Regions from separate parts of the Bicyclus anynana genome. Here region 2 is linked to region 1. A link is a contact called in public Hi-C data. All regions are on one chromosome and are shown on one strand. Each heading gives the region's core, a stretch centred on a gene start, on an enhancer-like site or on the middle of the called end of the contact. The rest is flanking DNA. Distances are from core to core; before and after follow the strand shown. Region 1 overlaps LOC112054560 (transcription factor Ken). Region 2 has its middle 31 kb from the start of Trnav-aac.

The links. Hi-C and Micro-C count contacts between places; a contact is called where the count stands out from the background.
Region 2: a contact with region 1 is called in a Hi-C map of whole larva, with 3 times the contacts expected there. The contact joins two enhancer-like sites. A contact is called at or near these places in 2 of 2 Hi-C or Micro-C datasets (whole body and whole larva).

The regions. Positions count from the first base shown.
Region 1 is chr1:3,493,632-3,497,152 of ilBicAnyn1.1, reverse strand. All of the region lies in intron 1 of LOC112054560 (transcription factor Ken), which reads left to right. Among protein-coding and RNA genes, the nearest start is that of LOC112054561, 16 kb to the right of the region's middle. Within about 2 kb of position 1,367, at least 7 of the 8 cell types and tissues checked have open chromatin away from gene starts, as enhancers often do.
Region 2 is chr1:3,736,848-3,740,607 of ilBicAnyn1.1, reverse strand. No RefSeq gene overlaps it. Among protein-coding and RNA genes, the nearest start is that of Trnav-aac, 31 kb to the left of the region's middle. Within about 2 kb of position 1,962, at least 7 of the 8 cell types and tissues checked have open chromatin away from gene starts, as enhancers often do.

The DNA.
Region 1 (3,521 bases), core at 118-2,617:
TATTCATTCTTAATAAGAGAATTTTCTCACATTAAGCAACTTAAAAGTTACGGTCCATTCTTCTCTGTTATTTTGCATGAATTTTATAATTTTGTGTAAGTACTTACTTACTTAAAATATATTTAATATTTCCCAGGTTGATTCAAGGTGGTTACCTACATTAATTAACTTGAACCATTTTTTATCTCTTCATTCGGTTGTATCAACTTTTTGCGGTCTGCAATTATTTCAAATATATTATTTTTAACACGCTTTTATGAGCTCGATGTGCATGCATTTTTAATGATATTATTTATACTATTATATTATATACATATTATTTGTACTATTATATTATATACATTAACCATTTTATTTAATTTTTATCCACTTTTCGCAATTGCAAATTGAAATGAAGAAATTGATTTTATTTCGTCATTTTCTTATAGAATTGCTACAATTACTTTACATATTAACACTGACTGACTTAATATTTTCTGAAAAAGTCCTACATTTTTTTCTATTACTTATTTCGCCATTTTTCAAATAAAAAAGGGGATGCTTTGACAAGTACTTCGTTTTCGGAATCGTTGTTCCGTCCATCCATTGGATTGTTCATCCGTGTGTAGATAGATAGGTATACCTACAATAACATAATTTGAAACTAATAGTCCAATTCGTTAACATCAATCAAATTGGTAATTATTTAAATCGTATTGGTAATTTTGTAATATGATGACATAGAAGAATGTGTAACTTATGTAATAATATTATTGTAATAATCATCACCTGTAGTAGTACTAATATTACAAAGAGATACAGTTTGTGGTAATGTAGGGGACGTGTAATCTCTGGATATACTAAACCGATTTTTAAAAATCCTTTTAACCACTAGAAAGCCATGTTATTTGTCGTATTCTCACGAAAACGGGAACTACGCGGGTGAATCGCAGTAATAGTGATAAAATTCTCAAGTGAAAAACATAGATAGGTAAATAAAATAATAAAAAAAAACAGTTCAATTTCAAAAAAGCAAAATATTTTTACGTAACACGTAAAAGTAATTATTTTGCTTTAAAAATATTATCGCATTACCAAATTACCTTCATTCGATTATAGTAACAGGCGAAAGGTGTTTAATTTATTAATATAAACGAAACTAAATGTAAATGTTTCCGGAATTCTGTTTACTAAAGCACCGGTGAAAGTGAAACAGCAAGGTCATGCCCCTGCGGCTCCTTCTATATAAAAGGTCGAATAAAAAGCACTGAAGGCAATTGAATTTCATTCCTTTCATCGATATTTTTTACGCCTGTACACTATCTCTCGGCACATTTGCTATAGATACTAGTCTCGCCATCTAGCGGTGACGATGGGAACTACCACGTAGAAAGACGGCGTAATTTTGAAATTTTCCGCTAGAGAGCAGGGTATCCAAATTGTATAATGTAATTTGTGTTTAATGAAATTTACAGAAGCTAAACAAAATATTTGAGCTACAGTTCCGTTTATTTCAAATTTTATTTAAGATAAATTAAAGTATAGGCGCATTTCTTCCTTCCGACACTTCTTTTTGTAATCCACGACCACGACCATTACTAAGGGATAGGACCTTGTCAAAAGTAAACTACGCAGCGTTTAGTTTGACAAGGTTCCATCCTATTTTAATCGCACGCGAGATAAACAAACTGTAGAAATTATTATCAATATGCGAAATAACAATTAATGATGATGATTAATTTATATGATTATATTTTAGCATTTAAGGAGGCCATAGATCTTTTTTTGTTAATTGTGTATATAAAATCTAGAAAACAACCCTGTACAGGCACATACATACTTGTAACCGACACGTCTCGTTTCACACGGACAAAGGCAGGCGAGCCTGTCGCGCTCCGCTGCGCACGCGCCGCCCTGAAAATGCCACATGTCATGGTGTTTTCATGTGAAATCTTTCAGATTCGCAACAGTTGAGTCTCATTTCTGTCAAGGTTATTGATCTCTTTCATATCACAAAGTTGTACAAATTATAACGAAGTATTTAAAAATACAAAATCAATCAACTACTTATCTATTATATTTTATAAGTTAATGCCCAATAATATTATTTATTTGCAACAAGTTTACGTGTCATTGTCATGGCCCCAGAGAGCCATCATAGGTACAGATATACCAACTAAAGAAAAAGGCTCTTCAAACGAAACCACTTTAGACTCTTGTTTACTTATTTAACATGTTTTTTTTTTAATTTAACCTTTGATGTGAGGAACTAGTATAGTCAGACCTCCATGCCGTGTTATTCGCATAAACGAATTATTAACGAATACTTTTTCAAAATAATTATTATTTATTAAAAACGAACTTAATGCCAATAATTGAGTTAATTTACTATATTAGAAGTTACTCATTAATGTATTTTTTTCTGTTGTACATACATTTATGTATGATACATAATAACGATAGAAGGTAAAGAAGCTTCTACAACATTCGAAGAGTTAGATTCTCGAGTAGGTATTGTGTTGAAACAAGAGCCTCGATAATTTACACAAATATTCATATTTTCCTTTCCAACGTCTTGTTAATGTCAATGACAAATCAATTCACAAATAACTAAAAATTAAGCGTGGAAACATACATTAAGATGATCGCACATTCCTAATCAACCCAAATTTTGGATTATTTTAAACACTTTCTGATACATATAACATTAAATTGGATTTTTAAAATTTTTCGAGTTGTCTTGTCTTCATCTTCAATGTATCTACAATTACCAGAAACACACATATGAAAAGTGAATCAACTAAAATTATATTTGAATTATTTTAAAACAACGAAGTTAGCTGCTACCATTAAATAGATTGACTAGAATATATTCTAGTAGAATAGAAGTTTTACTTCTGACAGCATAGAATTTAAAAACTAACAACATCTTATAGTAGATATCTGTGAGACCATAATACCTAAAAGAAATTGTTCTTTGTTTAGCAATGATTTCTTTACGATATTCATTAGCATGCAGTTTAATTAGTGTTAATCATTTGCATGGTATGCTAATTGCACCATCTGATTTACATTTATAAACAAACGTTTGCATACCTGCTAACAACTTATCTTCTATGCTTATAAAAAAATATGTAGAGAGGTCATTTGTGTACATGAAATATTTCCAAAATAACTATCACTGGATGATTTAGTGATCGATACTGATGCCGAAAATGCAACAGTAAAATTTTCGAAGAGAAACAAAAACTACTAGACGAATTTTAAGGAAACTTGGTAAAATTATTTTTCATACTCCGGGGCAGGTTATAGTATACTTTAAATCACGCTACGATCAATAGGAGCAGATCAGTGAAAGGAAATGTTGGGAGAAGGAAACGGGAGAAGTTACTCCATTTTTACAGCGACACCTACTACTGTAAGGGCTTAAAATATGATTAAAGTAAACAATTTCCAACTTAGAATCTTACACGCTAATTTTCCAATTTTTCATAAAACATAACAAATCACAGAATCAAATCGCAATACACTGTATGGACGCC
Region 2 (3,760 bases), core at 713-3,212, 240 kb before region 1:
TCGGGAAAAGGTGCGGCCTGACTTTGTACTACGTGTGACAGTGTTGTGGATTGCATGGAATTTTCATCGTAAATACTTTGAATGAATAATTTATGCACTTCGGATTTTTTTGTTTGTAATTTATTCCTGGAACCTTTACATATTTCTTGTACCTGTATTATTATAATTGTGCTTGTATATTGAATGAGAAGGGAAAGATACGCTGAAAGCAACCACACTAAATTGTATAGACTGCATTTACATTTCATGAAAACGGCGCATAAAAAAAAATGCTAAGCGGGGTGCAAGTTTTCATATAATCGTCGGTCAGTTCCGTGAGCCGTGCGAATGACAGTGATCATCTAGTTTCTAATATATGTACCGTGGTTACAATGTATGTCGTTGGCTGAAAGTACCTGGAAAAGACGTCTTGCGTTCATTCAAAATCAATACATAATATGTGTTTAGAGACTAGGTAAAATCTAAATATTATATGTAAGCGAAAAGTCATCATCTCAAAAACCGAAGTCAAAAGAAATTTGGTAATGAGGTAGTTTATAGTTAGTAGATTTTGAATCAGATCCGCAGATCTCTGAGATCGCTCAGCGAGTCGCGAAGCTGAAGTGGCAATGGACAGGCCACATAGTTCGAAAAGCCGATAGACGTTGGGGTCCCAAGGTGCTGGAATAGCGGCCCCACACCGGAAAGCGCAGTGTTGGTCGACCCCCAACTAGGTGGACCGAGGACATCAAGCGGGTTGCAGGGAGCCGCTGGATGCTGGCGGCTCGAGACCGTTTTATTTGCAAGAGGGCCATATCCAGCATGACCCAAAACTGTGAATAGGGAATTTAGAGGTTGTGGTGAAAATCATCGCATCCTATTCCAATCTTTCGTGTAAGAAAAAAAGAAATAGGTACTTACATTTTTCATCGGTGGGTATACTATTGAAATATTTTTAAAAGAGAGCCGTGATAGCTCAATGGATATGACCTCTGCCTCCATTTCCGAAGGGTGTGGGTTCAAATCCGGTCCGGGGCATGCACCTCCAACTTTAAGTTGTGTGCATTTTAAGAAATTAAATATCACGTGTCTCAAACAGTGACACAATAGGCCAGCGTGGTGGACTATTGACCTATCCCCTCTTATTCTGAGAGAAGTCTCGAGCTCAGCAGTGAGCCAAATATGGGTTAATAATAATGATGATTTTTAAAATTCCCTAGCTGTTAGTTTAGGCACTTAGCATATAGATATGCAATTTAAAACCGGTATTAAGATGGTGCAGTTTAAAAGTCCATCAAGTAAAATTGAGGAATAGCTAACATCTTACGTTCGGTGCCGGGATAGGAAACTTTGCACTTTTGCAGATATTATTAAAATCTTGTCGACGCGGAGTGGTACAATATTAGTTGCTTGCACAAAGTGGTTTAACGTAATAACATTTCTTTGTGGAGGCTTTCAAAGGCTTTTAATTCACTATCTGCGGCTATGAGCTGCTTGAGCTAAAACAAATTATCTTACACAAACGTACTTTACGTAGAATGGAACAAGATTTGTTTTTACGATATATAAAATGTTTACCTACCTAATACTTTTGACTGAAACTATTTAAATTCAGTTGAATTTTAACGAATTTTAATTTAAAGTTTTATGATGATAACTATAATCGGAAGGAAATGGTCGAATATAAAATCTCTGGTTAAAGAGAGTACTCCTCAATCCACCATCAGAACTGCAGCTCTGACTATTCTTAGGTAGAATAGACAACTTAATCAGTACCACTGGCACTGTAACGCAGAATAGACAAGATAGTCAGTCAGTATTGGTTCAAGTTTTGGTCGAACAAACGACCAGTATCTGGCTCAGGGACCATAATGTGCCCTTCAGTCAAAATAATATTATTTCTGCAGTCAACACATTTTCATACCAACCAATTAAAATAACTCTCAAGAGATGGCGCTTTCGTAAGTCTTATACAAACGACTTGTGCTGCCATCTGTTATAACCATTGTAAGATGCGTAGAGAAATAGCAGCAAGCCTGTAGAACCATGTGCATTATTCAGACGTAGCTAGAAACTCTCAAAAGAGGGCGTTTACATTAAATTTATATATTATAAATTTTGAAATTATAACTTTTATCAATGTAGCTAACAACTATAAAATTAATTTTATGAAATAAAAGTTATTAGAACTACTATTCTCAAATACCTATTCGTTAGTCTTAATGTTTTGAAAATAACTATAATTATCATGCTCAACTTTTATGCAAGTAGTTTATCATATAGGCACTAGATGTCACTTAAAAAAAAGTTAGTTATTTCTTGTGCCACAAGGTGTCTAAAGCCTTCTTGATTTGTTGACGCGCCAAAATTAATTCAAAAACATTTACATTTTTTTTGACAACATGTACTTATTTAAAAGAAATTCTATAGACGTGTCCCTCGTGTATTTAAAAAATACATATTTAAATAATTCTAAATTTTTAGAAATACTTAAAGCCTTGAATTTTAAAAATCAGTTTAGTAGATTCAGAGATTACCCACAACACCACACACTTTTTACCTCCGTAATAAATTAGTAGTTACAGATGTAAGTGAATAATCCTACTTAATATTATAAACGCGAAAGTTTGTATGGATATTTGGATGTTTGTTGCTCTATAACGCCGCTACTACTGAAGCCATTTAGCTGAAATTTGGAATGGGAATAGATTTTACTCTGGATTAACACATAGATTACTTCCCCGGAAAAATCCATGGTTTCCGAGGGATCTGTGAAAAACTAAATTCCACGCGGACGAAGTCGCGGGCGTCCGCTAGTCTGATCATATAAAGAGAAATGTAAAAAAATCAGCTTTTACAGGATTCCTTCTTGTAATTCCACCACGCCTTCAAAAACAACAGATTTTATTACACAAGGCAGGTTCGTATTCTATATTTATTTAGTTCTATAAAGGTACAGTTTCCTTTACAAGGATCTTGCATGTCGCGAATTCAAAGAATGATGTACCCATAATCTTGAATTGCATTCTTAACGTTTATGCTAACAATTTTTATTATGGAGTAAACCTATAAATGCAAATAAAAAGTTGTACGAATTTCCTTTAAAATATGTAAACAACATTGCTATACATAATTACCTACTATACAACTTTTCCTTATTGACATGGATAAAGAATAACATTGCGACTGTATGAGAAACAATTCAATGTAACGATTAATAGTAATTTCAAGGTTCTTTTTATGTCGTCTAACACTTGGCAACTTCGTTCGTAACACTCCAGATTATCTGCGCGGGCCGGGGGCGTGTAGCGATGAATGAAAAACCCACGACTAATGCACCTCACTGCCCCGCGCGCACGATTACACACCCCATCATCAACGAACTTGCCAGACTATAAAAGTCTGAATTTCCTTAAAAAAACCCAATGCACATGCAGCTTATAAACTGTTCCGCAACTTGATTGAGTTTGCCTAAATAGATACAAACCCTTTGGAAGTCTTACTTTTGTCACAGTATCAGCACGACTTCTATATTGTATCTGTTGTACCTACATAAGGCTTGCTTTTGGAAAAAAAAAACACTATAAAACAACATTTATTAATTGTCCTGTTTTTTAAATTTTTAACAATATTAATAGAATACAAAATATAATAAGAAACTAACTATTTAAAAAAATATAAAAAAAAATCAACCCTCCCGCTGCGGGAAATTTAAGTGCTCAATCAACCGGTGGTCAGGGCTCCAGAGTGAGGAACCTCCTCACAATATGCGTCTTCTGTA